Regions from separate parts of the Mus musculus genome. Here all the other regions are linked to region 3. The links are chromatin contacts, called in public Hi-C, HiChIP or PLAC-seq and promoter capture Hi-C maps. All regions are on one chromosome and are shown on one strand. Each heading gives the region's core, a stretch centred on a gene start, on an enhancer-like site or on the middle of the called end of the contact. The rest is flanking DNA. Distances are from core to core; before and after follow the strand shown.

Region 1 (4,449 bases), core at 1,227-3,726, 190 kb before region 3:
GACAGAACTGATTGGTACTCACTGAAAGAAAGCAGCAGACACATTCCCAGACAGGGGACTGTGGTACTGAGAAGCCAAAGTCCTTTTGATACTGTTAAGGGGGAAGTTACTTGGTTCTGTCATGGGACTCCTGTCAAGGCCCATCTGAGAGACAGACAGACCTCTTCTTACTTAGTAGAATTTACAATGTAAGTAAAACACTGGCTAGATTCAGATTGGTTGTTTGTATGAGGTACCCTGGTCGTTAAGGTTTGTGAGACACCATACGTCTAATGTCAAATGGTCATGCTTACGTGACTGTCCACTTCATGCAGAAGGAAAGGCCAAGTTCTGCTTGTAATTTGTGGTACATCATCTTCCTTCCTTATAATATTACTGTTCATTGTCTGTATATTTTGGGACTAGAAAGGTAATAAAGTTAGAGGGTGTTTCCAGCACAGCTTGTTAATTATATAGCAGTTTGCAAGCAAGACTTGTTACTTAGACACAATGGATACAAGCCAAACATCCATTGCTACTTAGGATTAGGGTTTTCTTTTAAAAATATTTTATGAGGATTTATTCTATGTGTATGGGTATTTTGTATACATGTATATATATGCACTGTGTGTATTCCTGGTGCCTACAAAGATCAGAAGAGGGTGTCTAAGCCCCTGAAAGTGGAGTCCTGGATGGTTATGGGTTGATGCTGAGTAGGTACTGAGAACTGGCAAGCCATCTCTCTAGCACCAGAGTGTTTTCTAGCCGAGTCTTAACAGCAATCTTAGGAAAGCTCTTTGTTAGGAATTTAGAGGTCTATGGGTCTAACCTTGACCATGGCCTCTTCTCTCTTGGCTTCTGTGGTTCCTGGTCAGGGTGTGTGGTTTTTGGGGTTTTTTTTTCTTCCTGAAATACTGTTGGACTCAGTTACTGTCAGCTTACTTTGCACTAAAGTCATTTGGGGTTTGGCGTAGGGTTTTGTTTTGTAGCTTAGATTGTTCTAGGACTGGCTCTGTGGCTTAAGTTCTGTTTGATGGCAGCTCAGTGTCCTGTCTTAGTCCTTGGTCACTTGACAGTCTATCTTATTCTGTCCTCTCCACTGGATTCTGCAGCTTGCTTGTGCTTTTTCCTGCTGTGTTTCCAGCTGCTACAATGGTTTTATAGTTGTGCAACCAATATTTTTGTATGGATTGACTGAATCCCCCCCCCTCGCACACCTTTTGTTTTTTTAAATGTAGCCCAGCCTGCCCTTGGACTTACTATGAAGGTTAAGATTACATTCAACTTATTCTCTGCTTTCATGACTAATTGTTGGGGTTTTACAGGTGTTGTACCATATAACCTCACTTAAATATTCCCATTTTGAGGTACTGTGATCTAAATATTTTGTACTTACTGATAGCATCTTCTTTTTGAGCCATAATTTATTTTTTCATAATAGAAAATATAGAAAGAATTAAGAGAGTTTTTCATGGAAAATACTTTTCTATGGTTTTGGTTTTTGTGGGTTTTTTTGTTTGTTTTTTGTTTTATGTATTATGTAGCTCTCGCTGTCCTAGAACTCACTATGTAAATATGGCTGGCCCTGAACTCACAAGGATCTGTCTGCCTCTGCCTCCATAGTTTGGGGATTAAAGGTATGTGCCACACACCATGTCTTCATATATATAAAGTGTGTGTGAAAGTGTGTCTGTGGGGGTACAGGTGTTCATGGAAAGGTGCTATATCCCCGGGAGTTGGAGTTCCAGGCAATTGTGAGCTGGGTTGTGTTATTCAGACTCAGGTCTTCTGCACAAACAGCACTTTCTCTTAACAGCCAAGAGCCTCCAGTCGTTCTTGGCTTGTGAGGTGTCTTCAGGTGTGGCTCCTTACTGTGTGAGCAGCAGGTGGTGTCTTCCAGGATTAAAGTCTTAGACTTTGTGGATGATGGAAAGACAGATGTACAGAGTTCTTTGAATTCTGTTATTTCCTCAACAGTTATTCTTGCTTTTTATTAGCACATGGAAAGTTAGTGTGCTAAAGGATCGAATGTGCATTTGCTCTTTGTTACATACGTGACTTGCCTACTATTGGATTGCATCCGACTAGGGACAGGCGGTGGGAAAGGTTCCCACTTACATTACTTTTCTTCTAGACGAATTTAGATCTGCCCTTATGTAACTATTTCTGTTCTTTGTAACAATGTCTGCTTGTATAGTTTATAGGCAAGCAATAAACAGCAAAATGTTTGAGTTGGATATGAAGATTGCAGCAATGCATGTGAAGAGAAAGCAACTCCATCAGCTGCTGCCTAGTCACGTGCTTCAGAAGAGGAAGAAGGTAAGCCAAAAAGGAACTTGATGGTGCCACCAATACAGTGCTTTGTATAAGTGCCAGCTGATGTTTCAGAACTCCCGTCCCTTTAGGGATGGGTGCTATTAACTGAGGACAGCATCTGACAGACTTGTCAGCTTGTGAGAGACCGTGTTCTCATTGTCAGCTTGTGAGACCTTGTTCTCAGCACTGTGTTTGTGTCCTTGTCTCATGACTGGAAAGAGGTTAATGTGACACTCAACGCCCTGAGTTTGTATAGCCATATTCTCTCAGAAAGAAAAACACCTTTAAACTTTCACACAAGTGTCTATTCTTCTAAAAGAACAAAGTTGTCATTACATGTTCAAACAATACTTTAAAGAGGGACAGTGTCTTCTTATTTACTGTAGGAGAATAGGTATATTTCTAAAAATTAAGAGTGGGCTCTTGAGATGATTCAGCAGGTGGTCCGCTGGTGACCTGAGTCCAATCCCTCAGACCTGCAGGATAGAAGTGACCCCTGCAATTATTCTCTGACCTCCACAGCCTTGTTGGGTGTGTATGTGTGTCCTGTCACCCCCCTTCTTTCTGATTGTACAAGGGACTGGAGAGGTAGCCTAGTTGGTAGAGTATTTGGCTAGCATGCACCTGGGGTTAACCCTTAGCACTTCATAAAATAGGCATGATGATACATGCCTGTGATCCCAGGACTTGGAAAGGTGATGGCAGAGGGGTTAGAAGTCAGGGTCATCCTCTGATACATACAGGATCTATGATAGCGCCCCCCCCCCCATATACACACACAAAAGAAAATTTGTTACTATGCCCTGCATTGTAGCAAACCCCTGTATTCTCACCAGTTGGTGGGAGATTGGAGGAATTGCAAGGTGAGGGTGGTTTAAACTGTATATACCAGATTCTAGGCCAGCCTGGGCTACATGGTATACTTTGTACAGTAATTGCAAAGTAGTTACAAAGGACATTGCTCTCACTGGTTACCAGAGGTAAAGTAGTGTCTTGTTCTGATGTTTATATCTTGAATAACAGAATATTTTAACCTTCTTATATTGAATGCATTGGTGCATAGAAACAGTGACTTGGACTTGTGCCCGGCAGATAGTAAATAAATAATCAAGTTATCTGAAATTAATGCCAAGATCAGTTACAGCTTAGGGGTGGGTAGGTACAGAGATATCTGGACATGATAGTTTCAGGTGACAATCTTGTCAGCTAAGTCTGATTGTAACTCACGCTGGCTCCTGATTGCTGGAGTTAATTAGCTACATGTGTTCATTCCTGATAAGGAAGTTGCTCGAGTAGACGCCATATCGCCTTTGTTGGCTTTCAGCACTCCTGAGGCCCAAACTTAGCTCCCTGCTAAGCCTGTGTAACCATTGCAGCCACAGGACCGTCTGATAGGAATGTGTTAAAATTATAGCAGTAGCTGTCGGTAGTTGCGCATGCCTTTAATCCCAGCACTTGGGAAGCAGAGGCAGGTGGGTTTCTGAGTTCGAGGCCAGCCTGGTCTATAAAGTGAGTTCCAGGACAGTCAGGGCTACACAGAGAAACCTTGTCTCAAAACAAAACAAAACAAAACAAACCCTAGAGCATTGCAGTGTTAAGTTTTCCATAGTTAAAACTCAGAATCACGGGTGTCAAAAGTGGATGCCAATAGGCTGCGCTCTTTTTGTTCTGGCAGTATGCGTTTTAAGAACTCATGATAACAGCTATTACCGGTTTCTAGAACCATGAATTTTTATCAGCTTTTAAAGTCTTACTATTAAATAACCATGTGACTAATTGTTATACAGCTCTAGTTGGGTTTTCCTGTTCATTTTTTTTATACTTTCAGTCTATGTTTCCCTAAAAATAAACTGTAGGAATCTACTGTCCACAGTTTGATCATCCAACAGAGTAACTGATCACATCTGTATCTGTGTACACAGACTATTGATTGGGTAGACTGTCACTCAGTTCAGATGTTCTCAGTGAGACACCAGTTTTTGACTTTGCTTTGTGCTTACAGTAGTTTGATCCTATCTACTTCTGTTTGAAATAATTTTTATTGCTGTTCATTTTATTTTCTACTGTGAAAATAGGACTCTGAAGCTGGGGTAAAGCCAACAGCTTGCAGCTCCTTCGCTGTTTGTATCTGTATCTGTACCCCCTCCACAGTGG
Region 2 (4,992 bases), core at 736-3,235, 170 kb before region 3:
AGAAGAGGTAGCAGGTGTGGGGGCGGGCCCTAGGCCTATTCCTGAAAGGACGGTTGTGTTCAGACTAGAGAATCCCCAGCGTGTCAGTAATGACTGTACGTGCCATTTTCTTCTAGGTGAGAGCATGTCTACAAAGACTACAGCAGCCTGTATTGATCTCTTGCCTTGGCCTCCAGAATGCTGGGACCATGGTGCACCAGCACTCCTGGCTCATACAGCAATTGTTTTATGAACTTAGGATGAAGCACTCTAATTATGACATGGTTGGCTTCAACATAACCTCAGATTTCCTGCCTCAGTCTCAGGATTACTAGGAAGGGTTATAGGCATGTGATGTCATACCTAAATAATTTGGGATTTTCACTGTTGCTTTCTTGTTGAAATTTTGTGTGTGTGTTGTGTATATGAGTGCATAGGTACATGGACACAGCTTCTGTAAGAGGTCAGAAAACAGTGTTCAGGGTCCACTTTTTCCTCCTTACCATGGGTACCAGGGATCAAACTCGACGTAAAGAGGCTTGCATAGCGAGCTCCTTTATCCTCTCGAGTTGTTTCATCCACCCCTGACTTAGCAGGGTGGGAATATATTTTAAAAATGGCGAAAGTAGCAATGCGTTTTAAAGTATATTTTTAGCTTCACTATTTTGTTCTGCCAGTTAGCTTAGGGTCTGTGTGCTTTTGTTTTTAAGTGGTAAGGATGACTATTAAAGTATGCTTTCTAGGTCCCAGAATTGATGAAGGAAAATCCAGAGATGTGTTTGTATTTTCCTCTGTGGAGTGAGTCTAAGTTGAAGAAAACTGCTTGCCTGGGCTCAGGTTTCCGTCCCCACTTTGTTGTCCTAGTCCCCTCTCCCACTGGACAGGCGGGCAACGCTGAGACGCACAACAAACAGATGAATATGGTGTCTCAGAACACAGTGAATCCAGTTGCAGAGAAGCACCAGAGTCATAAGCCATCCTGTGGTCCTGTGCTTAGGACTCAACTGAGTACTCCACTCCTTTCCTGTCCTTGTGAGGGAAGTCGGGAGGGGGAAGCGTTAGCGGTAAACCCAGCTTTTACGGTAGGGAGGTCTTAGTTTGGTTGTGTCCTGCATTCACCTGCTGTGGCCAAGGGTCAGCTCCTAATGACATTTGGGACTTTTTAGATATTGTGCTCCATTTTAAGACATAGTAAGGGTAGATTTGTCATTAAATAGTTGGCTGAATGTGACCTGATTTTTACTTATTTATTTGTGTGTGTGTCTTAAAATATTTTACAACCCTCTTAGAAGCATTTCTCTTAATTAATTTATAAGATAGTTATTTTTGATCTAACAGATTTCATGCTGAAAATAAGTAGCTTGAATAATTCAAACACCCCTGTTCTGTGGGGCTCTGACACTCCTGCAGACTTCCACTTCAGCCTTGTGTGTTCCATAGTGCGTGTCACATAGTCATGGGGCAGTTTAGATTTTGAGGGTCTTAGGAAGGGCATTTAGTAGTTTTTTTTCCAAGGCTGCCTGGAATGAAGTGTCAAAGGTGTTTCTGGGCTTCACAGTGAGTCTTGGCCACTTGTGCTCCCCGTTGTCTCTGCACATGATGTGGATATTTGGGGGTTGTCTCAGGTGCTAGGCACAAGCAAGCTGCTCTGTCGTTTCAAGGTAGATGTCCCGGCTTTGTGCTTGTCTTGTAGACGCTGTCTCTCTTGGCACAACACTCTCTTCACAAACTTTCACACTGTGCGGTGCCTGGTGCTATGTGATTTCCAGAAATCTGGCATGAGAGCCAGGCCTTGTTTGCGTTTTCTAACGGCAGTGGAGCTGTTAATAAAGAGATTGATGATAAAGTTGTCGAAAAGAGACAGTTGGGCAGAACTGCTCCCCATGAGTGACAGAGGGCATGCTCTGCCTTCACAGCCAAGAATGCTGCCCCCAGCAGAGAGCCGACCGTGCCTGGACACCGTGCCAAGACTGTTGGAGCTTCGCTGCACGAGTAGGCTCCTGCCTTTCCCTCTCATTTCCTGTATTCTCAGTTCTTGTCCCAGGTTCAGGAGTCATTCAGAACAAACATGTGTACTGTGACCCTCCCTCTGCAAAATAAATGTCAGTTCTCATAAGTCACCCCCATTTAACTTAGCAAAAATTAGGTTTTAATCTGAAAGCACAAAAGCTGTAGCTTTTATTAAAAGCCCTCATCTAGGCTGTGTCCTTCAAGTCCTGATGAGTAAGTGCTGTCTACACAAGGGTGTTGAGTGTCACAGCAGTTACCAGTATGACGTGGCTTCCATGCTGTTGGAAGCTTAGGACTGACATCCTGTCTGCCTGCAAAGAATTTGCCTCTAGAATTTAGGGGCTGAGAGCTTTGTCTTGTCTTGTTTGCCTTGAGTCCAGCACCCACTAGACATTGTCTCAACGTTTATATTACATCAGCCAGGATACTACATACACTATTTTTGACTCTTTTAATATCGACTTTAAGGGTACAGTTGTTTTCTGTTTCCTTTTTGTTTATTTTTTGCATTTTTGAGTCAGGGTTTCATTGTAGCTAGCCTGGACCAGGCTGGCACCTCAGCTCACAGATATCTGTTCTTGCCTCTGTCTTCTAAGTGTTGGAGAGCTTGTGTTGTGTGTGCTACCACACCTGACTTGTCTGTAATTTTGTAAGTTACCCCATGTATATGCTTTGGCTTTGTTGAATGTAACCTTTTACTGGCTCCCTCTTTTTTAAATCATTGTGGCTTTTATATTGTTATATGACTTAAATGGGGGCAGTTTTTGTTTCTCAATGGAAAGTCTTTTTTTTTAATGATTTCACTAGCCAAAACTCCCCTGAGACTCATATGCCTCAAATTTAATTTTTAAGTACAGTAACAAATCCTTTGAGTACTTGCCTGGCATATATGAAGTCACCCTGATTTTGATTTCTAGTCAACTCCCCAGTATGTACCTGTATGTTCACCCCCATGTAACTCCCATGACGTCTGAGAAGTAGGGTCTAGTCAGCTGCCCAGGTCATTGTGCCCATGCAGCGCTACCCTGGCACTGGCGAGCGTCCATACTTTGTAATTGCATCTCTGGGCAGCAGTGGAAGTTTCAAGGTTATCCAGGATTTCACAAGGAAGTTCTGACTCATCTCTAATAGGAGATGTTTCTCAGGCTTGTCACTGGTTGGTTTTTAAGATAGTTTTTCTGTTGCCCCAGCTATCCTGGAATTCTGTAGACCAGGCTAGCCTTGAGCTCACAAAGATCCACCTGCCTCTGAGCCATTCACCACCCTTTTTGTTGTTGGCTTTTTTTTCCTTCTTGAAGACTTCTTGATGTGTAACCCAGGCTGGCCCTTAAAGCTAGAAGTTCCTGTTTCAGCCTTTGGAGTTGGGATTATAGGCAAGTACCACTGTGCACGCCTTGGGTTTACACTCTGCCTAACCTGAAGCGCTCGGACATGCCTAAGAGCTAGCTGCAGTGGTGCATGATTTTCACTTAGTTCCTGGGAAGCAGAGGCAGCAGAACCTGTGAATTTGATGCCAGCTTGGTCTACATAGAGTTCTGGCTTTTGTAGCAGAATTTTGATAGGAAGCCACTCTAAAGCAGGTTTGTGCTGCATTGGCATTTAGGGCTGCTGAAATTGTGAGCCCAGTGCCTCGTGCACGGTTGGTACACTGTCTACCAACCTGCTGTGCAAATTGCTGTCCTAGGGAGATGGCCAAGGAGGATCCCCACCCTGGCGTGTGAGGCATCACAGGGTACCAAGGCCTCTGGAAAGATGCGCATCTCATAGAAGAGATCTGTAGGCGTTGTTGCATGTAAGACCTGAGGTGGCTGTGGCACCGAGGCTGGAGTTCCTGTTTTCATGTGTGAGAACTGACTTGCATAGGGGATTCTTTTATTTGTGGCCGGATTGGGGACATGATAGACAAATGCCAGCAGAGCCACTCTAAGTTAATATGATTCTTTACCAAGTTAAGGTAAGCCAGCCTTGCCTCTGGGATAGATAGAGAGACAGAGCTCCATTTCCAAGCCCCAGTGTGCTCAGGTGTTAATGTTAGCACTTGCTTGGTGTGTGGTCTAAGTTCCCTGTTGCTTTCCAGTGGCGATAGTTAATGTTGCTGTGCGGTAGTGGTGCCTGCCCCTGGTTATCTCCCAGTGTTCCTTGATCTCAAGAGCTGGAAGTTGTTAACTTCCTTTGTTGGGGTAGATTTAGAAATGTTAACCTTGGAAGGTAGAATGCTTGAAATTCTGTTGAAGACATTTCGGGTATTTGTGTAGTTGGTATAAGTATCCCCACTGAAGGCCTCCCAGGTAATAGTCTGAGGGGTGAAGGGAAAGGTGGAGGTCCACTCCTTCCCTGCAGACCCCAGACAAGAAAAGCAGGGAAGGAAGAGCATTGACCTGGGCATGGCACGAAGATCATGCCAGACTCGAGCAGCCGCTCTAGAACCCAGCGATTGTTGAGTCATGTCTTGGTAAGCCTTTATCTTTTCAGTGAATTCCATCCCAGCTCTATAAGTTTGCTACTGCACTGGTTTGAAGAAGAGGCCTTGGCCTTCCAGGAAAGAGACATCCTGTGATGACTAGTGACCGCAGCACTGTGTCTCCTGCGTCACCTAGGTCACGAGTAACCCAGGGCATGTCTTTTAGGTTTTGTTCCTGGGCTTTAAGTGGATTGGCATGTGGGCAGAATGTGTTTAAAGGATCATTGTGTTTTGTTTGTTTCTTTTTGAGGGGGGAGTTCGGGTATAAACCTGATTTGGACTTATCAGAGGGCAGGCACAAAGGCAATTTGCAGACAGCAGAGCTGCTTTTCCCACCCAGTTTCCAACGCTGCCTTCCTGCTGTGAGACTTGGATAGGACCGGAGTAAGGAAAACATCTGGGGGCAGGCAAAGCCCTCTTTAATTATGGTGGGCCGGGAGCATGGAAGTCTCCAACACGAGGCGTTCTCTCCTTCATGCCAAGACAAATGCTGTGTGCCACTTGTGAGGAGACGTTGGGCCTGCCTGCCTCTGCTGAGGGCT
Region 3 (4,368 bases), core at 94-2,593:
CATCGGCGTGTGTACAGAAAGCAGATGCCGTGAGAGGATTTGTTGAGGAGGGTTTATGTTCCAGGAGGCTGTTTAGAGAGGTGTGGGGTCTGAGCCACACAGGATGAAACAGTAACCTGTGACTCGGGGGCAGCCAGTGTGTTACTAGCTCTAGTCCTAACAACACAATCATCATGGCATGTTCTCATTGCAGACTTGTGGAAAGCCCAGCTGAAGTGACCCTTAGCTAAGGGACTTAGCTGTTCGTGTATGTGTGTGTGATCGTCGTTAGGTGACTTTCCTTTTTTTCTTCCATTCTCAGGCTCCATCATGGATCAAACTCAGCAGAAGTCTGGGAGCAGTGGGCATGCAGTACAGCTGTTTTGTGGATCTGCTCTATGGGGCAGACGGCAAAATAGGAAAGAAATTGGAGCAGGTGTGGGTACCTGGGACGGTGAATTCAAGATATGAAGATCAATGCTGAACTGCACACTGGGCAACAACTCAGATTTCGTAGGGACTAAAGCTCATACAGTGTTTTAAGATCCACCTTAAGAAACAACACAGGCAAGCCGAGTGTGGTGGCGCACGCCTTTAATCCCTGAACTTTGGAGGCAGAGGCAGGCGCATTTCTGAGTTCAAGGCTAGTCTGGTCTACAAAGTGAGTTCCAGAACAGCCAGGGCTACACAGAGAAACCCTGTCTCGAAACTGCCCCCCCTCCAAAAAAAAAAAAAAAAAAGAAAGAAAAGAAACAACACAGGCTAGGAGTGTTGGCTCACATTTTTAACTCAGCTGTTGTTAGTAAACCAAAAATTAAAAAAAAAAAATCAAATTGGTAAAACAATAGCAATAACAAGAACAGCACCGAACCCAAGGCCTTTTCTAGGGCTTCAGAAGCTGCAGATCCAAAGTGCAGCTTGAAGCTCATTCTTCCAACCTCTAGGAAGGAGATGGTGAAACAAAGAAAACTGATGTTTGACAAAAGTAGCTCAAATACTGCGGTGGGTTAAGTAAACACCGAGACGCGCTTCGGATATTTGAAATGAGTCTCTTTGTCTAACCGTTTAATAAATCAAGCAACAGTGAGTACTGGTTATATTTATTTCGGTTCTTAAGGCTTTGAGAGCCACAGTAACATGTAAAACAGCAAGCGGGCTGCAAACCACACTTCCCAGAAGCCCTTGTGCTCAGAGGAACACGCCCCCATCTCGCCTCTTGGAGGTTCAAAGACTACAATTCCCAGCATGGAGCAAGCGTAAGGACCACAATTCCCGGCATGTCCGGAGAGGTGACAGGGAAGCGCGGTCTTCCTCTTTCCCCGCCTCCCCCGCCGTTCGCAGCCAACGGGAAGGCTCTGTACTACGGGGTGTGGAGGGGACGGCGCCGTGGGTAGGTCGCGAGTCTAGGGAAGCGGCGGGAAGTTCGTACTACGCTGTGGACCGCGAGTTGGCCGCTCTGGGTAGGGAGCCGTGGGGTGGTGGCGGGACTATAGGTCCGGTGTTGCTTCAGGGCGGCGCCGCGGCTGGGTCCGGCCTGCCCGGGAATCCTCGCTTCTCTGCCCGATCGCGGAGCTGCCGGAAGCCCGGTTCTAGAAGGCCGCCCGAAGCCTAGCCGGGACCAGGGTGGCGGGGACGGGGACGGGGACGGGGACCTGGACCGGCCGAGCCTGCCACTTCCTTAGCACTGGTGAGGTGAGGCCTCGGGGCACAGCCGCGGCCGGCAGCTTCTCGTTTCCTTCCAAGCTTGCTCCTCAGGTCTCCACCGCCGGTGACCGGGCTCCCGGTGCAGTGTCTTCAGAGGCAGCAAACAGGTCTGCAGCCCAGCGCCAAAGTTTGTTTCCGACCGTTTCCAGGCTAGGTCGCCTTAGATGTAGAACTGCGCCAGAGTCCTTGAGAGATGGGGACACACGCCAGTCCTGGTCGGGTTACCCGTTTATTCTTTTGTCGTTGACGTTAACCATTCTTTACGTCTGCGTGTGTTCTTCCTTTCCGTCCCTCATCGCTTTTGGAGCAATTTGGAAACGCGATTTTGCCTTTGGGAAGGTGGTGGTTAAACTTAGCGGGTCGTTGAAGAGCTTCGTTGCTTTCCTTTTTTAAAAAAAGAAACAAAAAAACAAAACGAAACTAGAATTGACCATCTATTGAGTCTGGAATTCAAAACAGTGAAAAAAGATGTAGATCAGCATTTTATCATCATTATTATTTTGGATTTTCAAGACAGCTTGCTTGCTTGCTTCCTTCCTTCCTTCCTCCTTCCTTCCTTTTCTCTTTCTTTCTTTCTTTTTTTTTTTTTTTTCTGTGTAGCCTTGGCTGTTCTGGAACTTGCTCTGTAGACCAGGCTGGCCTTGAACTCAACAAGAGATCCTCCTGCCTCTGCCTACTGAGTGCTGGGACTAGACTTGCGCCACCCCCACCCCGGCTTAAGAGTTCAGGGGAAAGGCATGTCACTTTTTTTGTGACATGTCGATTATACTGTTTGGGGAAATTTAATTTACAGTTCTGACTGGAATTAAGCATCTGGGCAATTAAGATAATGTTCATCTACCTGGAAAAAGGAATGTAAGTGGACATCACTAAAAATGGCTTTCCCCGTTGTGCTACCACAGATGGCAGACACTGCAGCGCTGCCTTGCTGATGGAGACCGAGCTAACAGGAGCATGGATTGAGGTGGATAACAAGTGTGTTAGGCGTTAGGGATTCCGTACAGCACTAGTATCCAGTACAGATATCACTTTGATAACTGTAATGGCTGCTGCTTATGCCTGGCGTAGCAGAGATGATGAGTGTTTATTTGTTAAACAAATGAGATGGTGGAGTTGATGTGTTTAAGCAGGGAGCCTGGCATCTAATAATAAGTTTGAGTGCCCAGGGAATGGTTATATGGAAAGCTTAGGCTGAGTCTTATTCAAGTATGCATGCATATATTTAAAAATAACAGCAGTGCATTTAAAGTGTTGACAGACCCTAAAATTAAATTTCTTACAGGAAATAGGCCAGCTTTTTCCTCTTAATTTTGAGAACTAACGTAAAATAATAATGAGTGAATGCCCCAGATGTCTAAGACAAAGATATAATTTCCCCCCCCCCAGACAGGGTTTCTCTGTATAGCTCTGGCTGTCCTGGAACTCACTTTGTAGACCAGGCTGACCTCGAACTCAGAAATCCGCCTGCCTCTGCCTCCGAGTGCTGGGATTAAAGGCGTGTGCCACCACGCCCCGCTAAAGATATAAATTTTGACTTTTTTTCCCCCTTAAAGGCCCCTGTAATAGACATGCTATGAATAGGGCTTGATTCGAAAAATAAAATCTTAAGTTATTTTTTATTTAAAAACCAAACATATTTGGAAGTGGGACTTACCTTGCAATCAAATGCAGATGTGTGACTCCAGGGTTTATGCAAATGAGCAAAGGCTCCTGTCTTTAGTCTTCCCGCAGTGGGCCTGCTGGGAATCAAAGTGCTGTGACCTGTCTGAGTGAGATGAGGCTGTGGGGGAAGATGATCTGGATGGGTCCTCAATGGATTGGTTACAGGATGACCTTGGAGTACCTGTGTGTGTGTGTGTGTGTGTGTGTGTGTGTGTTTGCATAGGACATTTTGCATGCTTGTCAAGGGTTTTTGTTGGTTTTGTTTTTTAAGATTTATTTATTTTTGTTTATGAGTACACTGCAGCTGTCCTCAGACACACACCAGAAGAGGGCATTGGGTCCTGTTGCAGATGGTTGTGAGCCACCATGTGGTTGCTGGGATTTAATCTCAGGACCTCTGGAAGAGCAGTCAGTGCTCTTAACCTCTGAGCCATCATCTCTCCAGCCCTGGTTTGGTTTTTTGAGACAGGGTTTCATCATTAGCCCTACCTGTCCTAGTTCTTGCTCTGTAGACCAGGCTGGCCTGGAACTCATAAGAGATCCTCCTGCCTCTGCCTCCCAAGTGCTGGGATTAAGGTGTATACCACCACTGCTCTGTTGTCCAGGTTCTTTTTAAAATGGGAGGGCACAGACTGATAGTGAGAGCCACATGGTAACTGCTAAGTGCAAAATCTATTCTTTCTGTCTTACTGTTTGGGTTGAAGAAGTAAGGATATGAGAGGATTTAGAAGGGTTCAGCAGCCAAGCCATTAGCTCAGTGGCGAAACTTTCTGCCCATATTTCTTTGATTGTATTTGCAGTTGTCACTGTAAAGCCATAAGGTCAGCCAGTGTCATTTACTGTTCCCTCTGAGAAAGGAGTCCAAGCCCTGTGTCCAGAGGTTGCTGCGTTGAAGTAACTTGCTGTATTTCTAAATGTTGCTTGCAACCTTTGTTCTCCCAAGCACGTCAGTCCTTTGGGTGGCATGCATGCGTGATCTTTATTAACTGTAGTGTCTTGAGACAGGATCTTGATGTGTAGTTT
Region 4 (4,407 bases), core at 757-3,256, 150 kb before region 3:
CAGGTGCAGCAGTGGGACATCCTAAGGACACATGATATGTGACTGTTGTCGTGTGACTGTTGTCCTGTGACTGTTATCGTGGAAAGTTTACTGAAAGGAGACATACACTCTGGTAGAGAACCTGAGTTCAAGTTCCCAGCACCCATATTGGACTTCTCCCAACTGCCTGTACCTCCAATTCCAGGGGCTCTGGTGGCCTCTTCTGACCTCTGCACACACATGGGCACACTCCAACACACGCACACATACACACACACAAACACACACACACACACATGATAAATCTCTTTTTTAAAAAAAAATGATGGTTAAAGAAAGTGCAAGATGAAGGTGTCCTAGTTTCTTTCCCTGCTTCTGCGATAAAGAATCCAACAAAAAACGACCTGAGGGAGGAGGGGTTTATCCTGGCTCACAGTTCAAGGATGCCGTCCGTCTGTCACAGCCAGGAAGTCAAAGGAGCAGGAACTTGAAAGAGCCACAGCCAGGAACAGGGAAGGATGAATGCCTGCTGGTATTGTGCTCCCCTTTCCCCACACAGCCCAGGGAATGGCACCGCCCACAGTGGTCAGCCTCATCCTCAATACCCCCAAGGTAATTACCCCCAGGTTTGCCTAGAGGCCTGTCTGCCAGGTGATCCTAAATTCTGTCAAGTTGACAAATTAATACTAACTATAACAGAAAGCCCACGAGGTTACACACGCAGATGGTTTGTTGGTATCAATACACTTCTATGAAACCACCCCAACAGCTAAAAATGAACTAAAGGGACATCTGTAAACACTTCACATGTTGCAAGCAAGCAGTGAGCAGCGTGTTCATACCCACACTTGGGAATGTCCAACACAGTTCAGCCAGACCCTTGGACAGCTGCTGCGCCACATACCCTGGGGTGGTGTCCCCACAGTAAGCATCCTGGAGATACGTGGACCACAGCCAGCCAAGGATACTGAAGACAGGACAGGAAGAGTGTGGGTCACTCTTCCTGTGGATCGTGGGGCTGGGGGTGAGTGGTCTTGGGGTCAGAGCATCAGGCAATATCCAAACTCAAAGCTACAAGCAAGCTTTCTTTCTCCTGCAGGGGCCAGAATCATTTTGCACCAGGACAGAGTAGAAAAGGTTGCAAACTGGTCCGTGGTGGTGGGTGCCTGTACTGGCCCATAGTGGAGGGTACTTGTATGGTCAGTTCCAGGTTCCACCTCCTGGACCCATTGGTGTCTATCCTGAGCAGGCTGATTGCCTAAGAAGCCCGTGGCCCAGAGTGTGAATTGCACATACTTCACTTGTGGACTGGAACCTTCTCTGTCTCTGTCTCGCTGTGGATTGAGACTGCTTTCCCATTGTGTGAACAGTATAAACGGTAGCAATAAAAATGGTCTTCCCGCCTTCCCATTTACAGCCCTCTCTTTGTGGGCCCTCCATCCCCAACACGGTCCCTTTTTGACTGGAACATGTCGTCTTGAATCTCACTATGGCAAGGCTCCTCCTAGTCGCAACCGATCCATCTCGAGCTTCAATGCCGATGAATAGGACGGGGGAATGTGGATCCTTGGAGCACAGACAACCTGGAGCATCGTCTTACAAAACTATCATCAGCCAGTCCTGCTTTGGGCCTCTCAAGAGGCCCTGGCTTCGAGGTGGGGAGCCTGGGAGGTGCCAGCTTCCTGCAGGACTTCATTGATCTGCGGGTTAGGTGGTCACCTGCCAACTCTGGGCCCAGGCAGGGTCTTTGTGTTTGTGCCCCTTCTGAAGCCCTCTCCGAGAACACAGATCCAGGAAGGTCGGAGGGTAGAGGAAGGGTTCCAGAAACACAGCGCCTGTGCCCAGGCCCTTGCAAATTCAAGTCCATCTCCTAGAAGCTCTCTATGTGGCCTCTGCTGTGGGACTCAGAGGCTGCCTGGTCATTTGCTCCAGGCTGTGGTCTGCCAGGTCCAAGTGCGTATGCCCAGCTCCTGGTGAGGCCAGCTCCCAGGCTGCTTCAACCTCTGAGTGCCAACTGTCCGCCCCCACAGTCTTCCCTTCTGTCTTCCCCCTAGTTCCTCCCCCTCTCTCCTCCCACTGCATGTCTCCTGCCCTCCTTTCTACCGAGGACTCTTCTTTCTCCTCCATCCTTCCCCCTTTTTCTCTTAGCCTTCCCCAGGGTAACTGGGCTTTGAATGCTTCTTCTTCTGAAGGTATTTCTTAGCGACCGTCCACTCCCAGGCTAACAAAGACCCCCTCATGCTCACTCAGCCCATCTGCCAGAATCACATAGCACCCCCTCCGCCCAGCACCCCCACCCCGACCTAAACAGAACCCCCTCCAAAACTTGTGAAGGGCCCCCATGCTCACACAGGCCCGCTGAGACATTCTGGTGCTGAGGAGCCATCCAGTCGCCTGGAAAGGGCTGACAGCAGACACAGCCCTGGTCGGCAGAGCAGGTCCCCGGCCAGCTGGTGCGGATGGGCCCGCGCCAGGCCATTATTGCCTGGTGCAGAGGTCGAGAGCCGCAGAGCGGCCGAGGCGCTAATGAAACACAAATGGGACATCTGTGTTCCGGAGTTTAGCAAACCACGGAAAGCCAACTTTGCCAAGAGTTTATGTACTGTCGCGCGCAGAACACACCTCCAGCCGGGCTTCAGAGAGCACCAGAGACCAGTCTCCGTTCCCCGCTCCCGCCCTCTCCGCACTGTTTAGGGTCAGCTTCCCTTATGAATCGAGGTGTAGACATGGGGTCTACATGAGCTCCCCAGACTGGGTACATCAAGAGAAGACGTGTGTGTGTGTGTGTGTGTGTGTGTGTGTGTGTGTGTGTGTGTGTGCGTGCATGTGTGTGCGTGCATGTGCAAGTGCCCAGAGGCCTCCATCTCTCCCCACATTTGTCCTAGTTACCTAAGGACCTTGATGTCCTTTCCCATCCCCAGCCGGAGCATAGGGCTGTGGAAGGTGGAGTCCCCTCATTGGTGGGCTTGTCAGAGATGATAGGCAGTGAATCCAGGAAGTCTGGGTTTTCTTGGGCTGCTGATCTTGGTTGGGACACACTTAGCAGCCATATCACCTCCTGGACTGACTTAGCAGGCATGTCACACAAGTGTGACACAGGTACACACACACAGGGTGGATCCCCTCCCTGGGGCATCCTCTGACATCCTCAGATCCATCTTCATCCAGCTACCAGGGCTCCTGGAGGGTTGCGGTTGCAACACGGATAAAGACAGAAGCAGGTTGGTGACTGGGCTGCCGCTCACCATCATGCCCTCAGGTTCCCATGGGCCCGAATAGGGGTCCTTGGCCTCTTCTGCCCCAGAGCCTGGTTCTGAGGAAGAGGGTCCTAGCTTCATACAGCCAGGCCGGAACTCTGCTCAAAAGTGCCCGGTCGGCAGAATGCCGGCGGGGAAAAGGCTTTCCTGAGCTATTTCAGGCCTACTGGCCTGAGCATGGAGTGCTCGCTGAAGCAGAGAGCTGTCTGATGACTCAGTTTTATGTATTTTAGTTTCCAAACAAAAACAGTTTCTGCATATTTCCTGCAGATGGGGGTTATATTTAATAATCTCTGTGTAAGAAGGTTGGACGCATAGGATTGGAAGTATGAGGGGAGCAGAGAATACAGGCAGCAGGGGCCCAGAGGCTTCAGGGCTTGGCCTGTGCTTAGAATGCAGGTAGGCGCAGGCTCTAGCCTGAGAACTATGGGAAGAGGCGCACAGCGGCACAGGGTGTGAGCGACTTGAGAGGTGGCTGAACGCAGTTGGTGCAGCACCGGTTTCCCAAGGTAAATAATAGAGGGAGAGGGCAGGACCCTTGGATAAAGTGATCCTCCTTCCTCTGCCTTCCTTCTGTCCTTTACACGCCAGCACCAGTCACAAGTAGGCCAGGTCAAGAATAGTGCTGTGTTTCCACTATGATTCCCAATATGATGGTTTGTATATGTTTGGCCCAGGGAGTGGCACTATTAGAGGGTGTGGCTTTGTTAGAGTAGGTGTGGCCTTGGAGACACTCATCCTAGTTGCCTGGAAGCCAGTCTTCTGCTAGCAGCCTTCAGGTGAAGATGGCGAACTCTCAGCTCCTGCTGCACCATGCCTGCCTGGATGCTGCCATGTTCCCGCCTTAATGATAATGGACTGAACCTCTGAACCTGTAAGTCAGCCCCAACTAAATGTTGTCCTTGTAAGAGTTGCCTTGGGCTGGGTATGGTGGGGCACGCCTTTAATCCCAGCACTCTGGAGGCAGAGGCAGGCGGTTTTCTGAGTTTGAGGCCAGCCTGGTCTACAAAGTGAGTTCCAGGACAGCCAGGGCTATACAGAGAAACCCTGTCTCAGAGAAAAAAAAAAAAAAAAAGAGTTGCCTTGGTCATGGTGTCTGCTCACAGCAGTAAACCCTGACTAAGCCACCAAAGAAGACAATCAGAATTTGAGCTGACATAGTAGGATGTCA

The links. Promoter capture Hi-C pulls out the DNA fragments that hold promoters and counts their contacts. A called contact is a pair of places that touch in the nucleus more often than the background predicts. HiChIP or PLAC-seq counts read pairs in DNA pulled down with a chosen protein or histone mark.
Region 1: an H3K4me3 HiChIP or PLAC-seq map of bone marrow-derived macrophages shows a contact between it and region 3, with 4 times the contacts expected there. The contact joins the enhancer-like site here to the promoter of Vrk1 in region 3. A contact is called at or near these places in 7 of 39 promoter capture datasets (the 3T3-L1 cell line, the C10 cell line, cranial neural crest and 3 more), 3 of 115 datasets of contacts at active chromatin or transcription factors (bone marrow-derived macrophages and embryonic forebrain) and 3 of 9 other capture datasets (adipose tissue, liver and pancreatic islet).
Region 2: a contact with region 3 is called in a promoter capture Hi-C map of neural stem cells. The contact joins the enhancer-like site here to the promoter of Vrk1 in region 3. A contact is called at or near these places in 10 of 39 promoter capture datasets (the 3T3-L1 cell line, the HPC-7 cell line, cranial neural crest and 6 more), 1 of 484 Hi-C or Micro-C datasets (Sertoli cells), 6 of 115 datasets of contacts at active chromatin or transcription factors (bone marrow-derived macrophages, embryonic basal ganglia, embryonic forebrain and 3 more) and 3 of 9 other capture datasets (adipose tissue, liver and pancreatic islet).
Region 4: a contact with region 3 is called in a Hi-C map of ganglionic eminence, with 1.6 times the contacts expected there. The contact joins the enhancer-like site here to the promoter of Vrk1 in region 3. A contact is called at or near these places in 3 of 39 promoter capture datasets (cranial neural crest, maxillary cranial neural crest and second pharyngeal arch cranial neural crest), 3 of 484 Hi-C or Micro-C datasets (LSK cells, cerebellar granule neurons and ganglionic eminence), 6 of 115 datasets of contacts at active chromatin or transcription factors (bone marrow-derived macrophages, embryonic basal ganglia, embryonic forebrain and 3 more) and 3 of 9 other capture datasets (adipose tissue, liver and pancreatic islet).

What each region holds. Positions count from the first base shown.
Region 1 is chr12:105,821,380-105,825,828 of GRCm38.p6, forward strand. Papola (poly (A) polymerase alpha) reads left to right here. Exons shown (of 22, transcript NM_011112.4): 16 at 2,177-2,298. Among named protein-coding and RNA genes, the nearest start is that of Papola, 39 kb to the left of the region's middle. Within about 2 kb of position 2,477, at least 19 of the 459 cell types and tissues checked have an H3K27ac peak or open chromatin away from gene starts, as enhancers often do. A contact at or near this core is called in bone marrow-derived macrophages, where this site is marked.
Region 2 is chr12:105,841,571-105,846,562 of GRCm38.p6, forward strand. No RefSeq gene overlaps it. Among named protein-coding and RNA genes, the nearest start is that of Gm19554, 55 kb to the right of the region's middle. Within about 2 kb of position 1,986, at least 26 of the 459 cell types and tissues checked have an H3K27ac peak or open chromatin away from gene starts, as enhancers often do. A contact at or near this core is called in neural stem cells, where this site is marked.
Region 3 is chr12:106,008,920-106,013,287 of GRCm38.p6, forward strand. Vrk1 (vaccinia related kinase 1) reads left to right here and starts at 1,344. Exons shown (of 14, transcript NM_001029843.2): 1 at 1,344-1,439.
Region 4 is chr12:105,860,270-105,864,676 of GRCm38.p6, forward strand. No RefSeq gene overlaps it. Among named protein-coding and RNA genes, the nearest start is that of Gm19554, 37 kb to the right of the region's middle. Within about 2 kb of position 2,007, at least 24 of the 459 cell types and tissues checked have an H3K27ac peak or open chromatin away from gene starts, as enhancers often do. A contact at or near this core is called in ganglionic eminence, where this site is marked.